Regions from separate parts of the Mus musculus genome. Here region 2 is linked to region 1. Evidence: chromatin contacts called from public promoter capture Hi-C data. All regions are on one chromosome and are shown on one strand. Each heading gives the region's core, a stretch centred on a gene start, on an enhancer-like site or on the middle of the called end of the contact. The rest is flanking DNA. Distances are from core to core; before and after follow the strand shown.

The links. Promoter capture Hi-C pulls out the DNA fragments that hold promoters and counts their contacts.
Region 2: a contact with region 1 is called in a promoter capture Hi-C map of 3T3-L1-derived adipocytes, with 2.9 times the contacts expected there. The contact joins the promoter of Kctd21 here to the promoter of Tenm4 in region 1. A contact is called at or near these places in 5 of 39 promoter capture datasets (the 3T3-L1 cell line, 3T3-L1-derived adipocytes, embryonic stem cells and 2 more).

Annotation. Positions count from the first base shown.
Region 1 is chr7:96,168,809-96,172,809 of GRCm38.p6, forward strand. Tenm4 (teneurin transmembrane protein 4) reads left to right here and starts at 2,436. Exons shown (of 33, transcript NM_001310762.1): 1 at 2,436-2,685.
Region 2 is chr7:97,330,033-97,333,791 of GRCm38.p6, forward strand. It overlaps Kctd21 (potassium channel tetramerisation domain containing 21), which reads left to right and starts at 2,291. Exons shown (of 2, transcript NM_001039039.3): 1 at 2,291-2,339. It overlaps Usp35 (ubiquitin specific peptidase 35), which reads right to left and starts at 2,077. Exons shown (of 11, transcript NM_001177412.2): 1 at 1,805-2,077.

The DNA of each region.
Region 1 (4,001 bases), core at 1,186-3,685:
CCTACAATCAAACTCAGTGCCTACCATTTATTAATTGCATGATCTTGGACAAGCTTCGGAGCCCCTCAGTTTCCTGGTTAATAATGGCATCTGGCTCAAGAGGCCACTGCCAGAAACAAGTGAGAAGGCATGCACGCCACATCTCTGCATGGCCTGCGAGGGAGCACAGACTGCTTACAATATGGGGCTCCCTCCTCTCTCAGACCATACACCTGCCAGTCAGAACCCTGCCCCTCCCCCTGCCACTCCCTCCCAAAGGGGCTGCCAAGCCCAGATCTTGCTCAGTTCCTAATACAATCCACCCTCCCCTTTCACCCAGTGCAGAGGGTTTGTGCAAATCCTATGGTAATTGATTTCTTTGGCTGATTCACTTGGCAGATTTTTACATCTGAAAGACTATTTGACAGTCTCCCTGGGCATTTCTCCAGCCCCCCCCCCCAGGGGCTAGAAACCTTTGGGAGACTAACTTCTGGCTCCTCTGGTCCCTGGGGGTCCCTGGGGCAACTCCCGGGGAGCAGCACCTTTGCCTCTCTCCCTACCTTTTTCAGAGAAGGAAAGGGAAATTTGCTGACAGGGGTTTAGGAAAGAAATCTGAAGAGGAAGGAGGGAGAAGACAAACATTTACAGAGCACTGCTTTTAGTCTTGCCAGACTTTTGACATCAGTGACCCCATTTAGTCTCCCCAGCCACTCAGAGGAAAGAGTGGGCAGATTTCCTCCTATTTTATTTTATTTTATTTTATTTTATATCTTTTCAATTGAGACAAGGTCTCATATTCCCCTGGCAGGACTCAAACCCATACCCAAGGACAACCTCCAACTTCAGAGTTCTACAGATCTTATGGGCATGAGCTACCACTACCCATTTCTGTGAGTCAGAGCTTTGTGTGTGCTAGATAAACACACTACCACCTGAGCCACAGCCTCAGGCCAATTCATGCCCATTCTACAGATGAGACAGATTCAGAGAGGGTGGTTAACTAGTGAAAAGCCACACTGGCTGAACTACACTAGATTCAAGGCTGATGCTCTATAAGATTAAACCCAAGTTCAACACTCTTTCCCTGGGAGACAGGGGAAGTCCCTCAGATCTCCATACAAATTTTTCTCACATCCTCTTTGATCCTGGAATCCCTCATCTTCCTCCTTGTGTTGAAGTCTAGTTCCTTGTAGCTGTGTCTACTGTCATCCACTCTCTGTTCAGGGGTTCACTCTTTTGCTATCGTTGATTTTTGAAATCATATTTTAATTGCAATTATAATTCCCTTTTCCATTTCCTCCTTCCACACCCCCTCCCCCTCATATAACTGTCCCTGCTCTGGCTCAAATTCATGGCCTCCTTTTCATTCATTGTTATTGCATATATATCCCTAATATGTTTTCAGGACTACCAACTGGTATGCTGTCATTCTTTTTTCTCAGCATATCATAGGACTTAGGATGTATCTTCAGAAGATGAAGAATTGCAGGAACTTGTGCATAAATAGATGAACATTTACATCTCAGACAACAAATCTATGAATCAGTGAATTTAAAATGATTTATGGGATGTTTGGATGGATGGATTGATGCATGGGTGAATATGGGAAATAAAAGTAAATGCTTCATACATGAAAAAAATGAATGTGTGCATGTTTGGCAAGTCTATAGATTACATGAAATGACAAATAGGTGAATAAATGAATCTTGACAAATAATAATACAATTGAACGTGTCAGTCAGTGAGTGAATAAAAATGTATGTGAATACCAAATGGGAGGATGAATATGTAAGGGAACATAAATTAATAAATAAATTAATAAATAAAGCAATTAGTGCAAGGATGAATGGTGAGTACAGAACAGACTGATAAATTCACACATGCAGGAATGAAGGAATGAATGAATGAATGAATGAATGAGGGAAGGAGCCAACAGATTGGGGGCATGGATGCCTTCCCTATTTTCCAAGGACAGTCCCACCCACAGTGCCCTGTGATGAGAAAGCCTGAGGTACTCGGACCAATGAGTTTCCAGGAATCAGCTTTAAAGTTGTAGTTTCAAATCTGGGGTTGAGTCCCACCTGCACACAAAGGATGCATCTGGCAGGAGTCTCCTACAGTCAAGACAGTGGAAACCAGGGGCATATGACCAGGAACGCTGTGCCCAGTGTCTCAGTTCCCAGTCTCAGCACTCTGCTCCATCCACGTCCTGGAGCCCAAGCAGGCACCCACAGGCAAGGAAATTAATTCTTTCCATCCAAGAACAGCCTCTTGTAATGAAGAGGCTGCTGCAATATCTTTGCAACAAGCAGCAACCCACATGTTTGATTACAACAGGTTGAGCCATTCCACGCTCCCCAGTGCCAGGGCTCAGGGAAAAAGAAACGAAAACACCAGCACAAAACATGAAGCAAGCACACACGCTCCCTGACAACCAGCATCGGGTGGGGATGGGAAGAGCCCCGAATCTGGACTCCTCCACTTGACACCGGGCCACTAAGAGACATTCTTTCTCTGTGCTTCCTTTTCTCTTCCTCAGACTCTGAACTTCAGCAGTTTTGAATGACTGACGCGTCCCTACTCACCCCTGGGACGTAATTCCTGCAGGATTGTGGCAAACTAGTATTTCAGGTTCCCTTGGCAACCCCGGTGCCCTGTCTCCTGAGAACTGTGCATCCCCAGGACCTGAGAAGACCTGACTTCTGGGTAAGAATCTATACTTTTCTGTTTCTCTGCTGTTCCCGCCCCCTGCAGCAACCTGGCTGCGTCTTGGATGGGGAGGGGCTGGCTGGGGAAAAGGATATGGTTGAAGTTAGAAACCACAAAGTGGAAGGAGGAAGACCCTATGTGTTTCAGTCCCTGGGTGAGAGGGCACGGGCACGGCATGTAGATTCCTGGAATGAAAAACTGCTTGCTTCCAGTCTTCAATCTTGTCATTGCTTGTTCTATGATGCAACTTTTGAGTAATCGCTGCCACCTAGGACTGGGTGCCCATTTAGCCTCGGGCGTTTGTCAGTCATTGAATTAATCACTCTACTTTGACACATGCAGGAAGGCGTTACTCTCCCTCATAGCTGTGGGGAGCAGGTAGGGGATCCTGAGCAGGCCCTGCAGTGGCAGAGTTGGGGGGCAGAGCTGTGTGGATGTGTGGCGACTTCCTTCACTGTGTGCAGAGTAAGCACTCTTCCCAGGCATCAGGAAGTCTATAAAGCCGGCCACCAAGCATCAAAAGGTTTTGCTTTGTTTGGGGAGGGGGTGGAAGAGGCAGAACCTTGGCCTTGATGACTAACTCTAAACAGCAGCCTCTGAGAAAGACAGTGATGTGCAAATTACTGATTTTTATTGGACACTTTGGGGAATATAGCTGTTTGTCAGGAAATGAAAGAGAATGTTTGTGCTTATAAAATTATATGGAAAATCAATGTGGTGTTAAGTATATTTCTCAGTTGTTTGAGTCAAGGACTGTTCTCTCGCCAATTCTAGCAAACTCCAAGGGGATGGCAAGGTCCCAAAGTGCAGCCATGGGACTGGATGGAAAGGTCAAACCTCTGTTTCCTACCGCCCTCCATCTTCCTGGTGTGTGTCTAGTGACAGAAAGGGACAGGGTGGTGAAGGCTGGGCTGAGTGGCCAGCACTGCATCTCAGCAGCTGCACTTAGCTGCACATGGGAGTCTTGATGCTCCAGTCTCTTCTGAGTTCTTTTGCTCCACTTTAATTTATGGATCTCTGTAATATCAAGCTTCTGTTACAGATGGGGGTGACCCCGGGGGAAGCATGTAGCAGGAAAGGAGACTAAAGTTATCCAAAACTTGAGTGAAACTGGAGTCTGCATAACTTCCAGGTTTCAGGAGCCACCTCCCATGGGTAGAAGTGTATTATGGGACACTAGTATTACCCAGTTTGACACAGGAATAAAGTGAGGGTGTAGGAATAGACAGGTCTTTTGCCCTCTTCGTAGGTACTTGACGTTGCTTTATGACTGAGAATCTTTGACTGACTGGGGATGATGCCAAAGAAACTGG
Region 2 (3,759 bases), core at 1,041-3,540, 1.2 Mb after region 1:
TTGGCATTTCAGCTGTGTGTTGACAGTCCCCTGCTTGTGCTTCGGAGAACCTGGCTCTTCCCTATCACCATGGGGGTTAGGGGGGTCCTGAGCTCAACCTCCATCACCTCCTCAGCCTCTCTCCCTCAGCAATGCCATCAGATTAACCTCATTTCTGAAAAGTTCCCTCTTGCCTGGCTACTCAGACCCTCAAGGCCACTAGGCCCCTCAGTCAAAGCCCATACTCGAAAGCCTGCCACTTGGGCTGTCTATGTGACACCACACTGATATTAGGCATAGATGGAAATTGGAGAAAGGCTGTTTTGTTTTGTTTTGTTTTGTTTCTGTCCTCTCTATGGGAAAGGGCTTGCCTCTTCTTTCCTGGCTAATTCTGACTCATCCTGCAATGCCCAGTTCACAAGCCATTCCCTGTCCCTCCACAGAGCGAGTCTCTAAGCTCCGGTTCCCAGGCCGCCTTGGCTCCTTCATCCTCTGCAGTCTAACTTGCTCCAGCACGCTCTCTCTCCTACCTGGCTAGGGTCTGACTCTGGAGGAAGTAGATCCAATCCTGTTCTGTACACAGCGCCCAGGATGATAGTGTGCCCAGGGGCAGAGGTGGCCATGTATCTAGGTGTGCCTAGATATTGATGAGAGACATTTGGTAACAAAACGAGATAAAAATCAAAGATGTGACCAGAAAAGTAGTATCCAGAGACAGAGTTACCTTGAGGCCAGTCCCTGTCCCTCCTCAGCCTGGGCCTGGACTCTAATATCCATGACCCTTGAACATCTGCGAGATACCTCACAGAGGCCAAAGAAGACTCAGCCATTCCAGAAATGGCCCATACAAACAAGGCAGAAAAAACAATAAGAAACCCCAGCTCCTGGTTAGCCCCTGGATCTGCTGTTCCCAGATCTCCTCAAAGGGGAGGAGGGAGGGTCTGCAGGTCCCTGCCCTGCGTTGGGGAGGAGGGGGTTCATCTGCTGTCCTCTCAGCCCCTCACATTCATGCCCCCACACCCTGACTCCTATGGACGCCAGGGTTCACTCGGGTCTCTTGGCAGCAGAATGTGTTTTAACTCAGTGTCTTACCAAGGCAACCCTAGCATGGCACCCTTCCCCCTAGGAGGCCTCGACCAGCCCCAGGCTGGGTCCTGGAAAGACAGGAGTGAGGGCTTTGCTAGTGACAGGCAAGAACAACCCTGTTACTGAAGAGGAATTAGAGAGATGGAAGAGAAGATGAAGAGAAGTCCCCTCTGGGACTGTCCACACTCGCCCCTGATTACAGAGCCACCACTCACTAACCTCTGCTAACCCAGCCCCCACTCCCAGCCCAGACTTTCTCTGAGGGAGGACAGGCGCTTAAGCTTCAGTTCTGCAATCTGCAAGCGATGTCAAGGCCCCCGGACTCCAGGACAAAGATGATCAGACTGCCTCTGGATCCTCAGTGTCTACTCCAGTTGGGCCCCCTCTCTTCCTTCCTTACGCCTGTTTAGCCCAGACTGGGGGTTCTCCGCAAAAAGATTGCCAGGCGTCATGGTTCTAGTTGTGGCTGCTCTCAGGACTGAGAGGTACAGAAGCTGGAACTACTCAGTTGATGAAGGAGATGGTTAAGGCTCAGAGAGGGGCAGTTAGAAGGCCAAGGTCACACAGCAAAGGCCCAGAAGCACCTAGATCCCCCACCTTCCAATCTCGTGCTCTCAGAGTCCTAAAGATAAGTAAGGAGCACTCGAAATGTCAAGAGTGCAGACACTGCCCCCGCCCCCCGACATGAGCACTCAAACACCCAAAGCCCCCTTAACTCCTAGACTTCAGAGGGCCTTACCTTAGAACCCACTCCTGGGCGGGGCGCATGGGCCGGACTAGACTAGGCTGGGCCAGTCGAGGTCAGGGCGGGTCCTCCGCTCCCCTACCGAGGGGTCCCAGACCGCAGGGATGCTGCTGCTACTTTGTGATGTCCAACTCCACCCACCCCGCTCCGCACAACCCTAGATGGACCTGGGCAGTGCAACTGCGCGGTCTCAGAGCTGCGGGACGGAACTGGGAGAGGGGTGAGGTGCGGGGAAACGGGGCGGAGCCACAGCGGGGGTTACCCTGCGAGCTCCCAGTCGGGCCGCGTCCCCTTTAAGGCCAGCTGGTCCCAGTGCCGGCGGGGCGGGCCAGTAGGGGGCTGGCTCTCCGCGTAGCCTCCTGGGAGGTGGAGTCCGGGCCCGGCACGCGGCACAGGAAGGAACGCAGAGGGGACTACAAGTCCCGGCGGCCAGCGCGCGGCCCGGGACGACCCGCCCCTGCCCCAGCCCGGCCCACCCCCTAGCGAAGCTGCGCTGGCTGGAGGGGAGGCTGCCGAGCGAGGGCAGGAGGTGGGTGCGGTGCGCAGGGGTTTCGGGGAGGGCTCTGGACCCAGCGGACGCATACATGTCTTTCCGGGCACCTGTCCTGCCGTGAAAGGTCATCTGTCGCAGCCTCGCTGTTCTCATCTGTGAAATGGGGTAGCCCCGCCCGTGGCCGCGGGGGAGGGGCGCGTTTCGGGGTGAGGGGGTAGACCGAACCACCTGAGGGGCGGGGCTGGAGAAAGGGATGCGCTGTGGGAGGAGCCTTTGGTGGGTTAGGAAGAGGAGCCGAGTCTCTAGGTGAGAAGGGGACCTCTTGTTTGATCAGAAGGGACCGGTTCCAGAGCTGAGGAGTGGGTGCTGGGTTAGGTGGGCGAGCGCGAGGCGGACCACAGGGATGACAGGGACCCCTCCCAGCTCTAGTGAACCCAGGGCGTGTGGATGTACACAGCACCATTCTTTCCATGTGACTAGAAATAAAGAGCCCATCCCTGGAGCTCAGTGCGTCACACACATACTCATTCTACTCACATCCCGCCAAGGCCTCACCGTGATAACTGTTTCCAGTTGAGCAACACACCTGATAAGTGACTTGCCCCCAAAAGCCTTCAAAGACCCTGCCTTTCTCTGCCCACAGGGGAAACAGAGGTTTGGTCTGGGGTGACAGGAAAGAAGCAAGCATTGTGATGCCCCACCCATCCAAAGTTGTGCTCCAGGACCTGTGCCCTAGCACTTTCAATGCCCAGCTACAAGGCAACCCAATGCCCCACCCATCCAAAGTTGTGCTCCAGGACCTGTGCCCTAGCACTTTCAATGCCCAGCTACAAGGCAATCCAATGCCCCACCCATCCAAAGTTGTGCTCCAGGACCTGTGCCCTAGCACTTTCAATGCCCAGCTACAAGGCAACCCTTCTATGGTGTCTTCAGGCTGGAGCTATTTGAAAGCCCTTTGTTTACAGTTATCACTGTTGGGAGGAGTGGGAAGGCCACAGGAAGAGAAAGCTGAAAGGAGGTGTGGGTGCCTGAGGAAAACCACAAGATGAGCCAGGGTGGCTAGGGAAAGTTCTGCCTGCGGTTGAGGGATGGTGTTGGGACCATCTTCAACAAAGCATTTCTGTGCAAGCAAGGAAATGCCTCAGGTTGGGTGGTCTCTTCTTCCAGCCCACCCCCACCCCGCCCTGATGGGCACAAATCCCAGTGCCCCTTGTGTGAACTGAGGGGAGCAGCCTGTAGGCCTCTCAGAGATAGGACAGGGCAAGGTGGCCGTCAGCTGTTGGGTGTGAAAGGATGAAGGGGAAGTCTGCAGAGCTCTGGGCCAAAGCCCTATCCTGGAGATCACCCTGGGTAAGGCTGGGAAGCTGCTAGGTGATCGGCAGTCGTCACTCACTTGAACCCGGTGCTCTGTCCCTTCCCCTGCACAGTGGAAGCCACCATGGCCTTGGCAGCATGA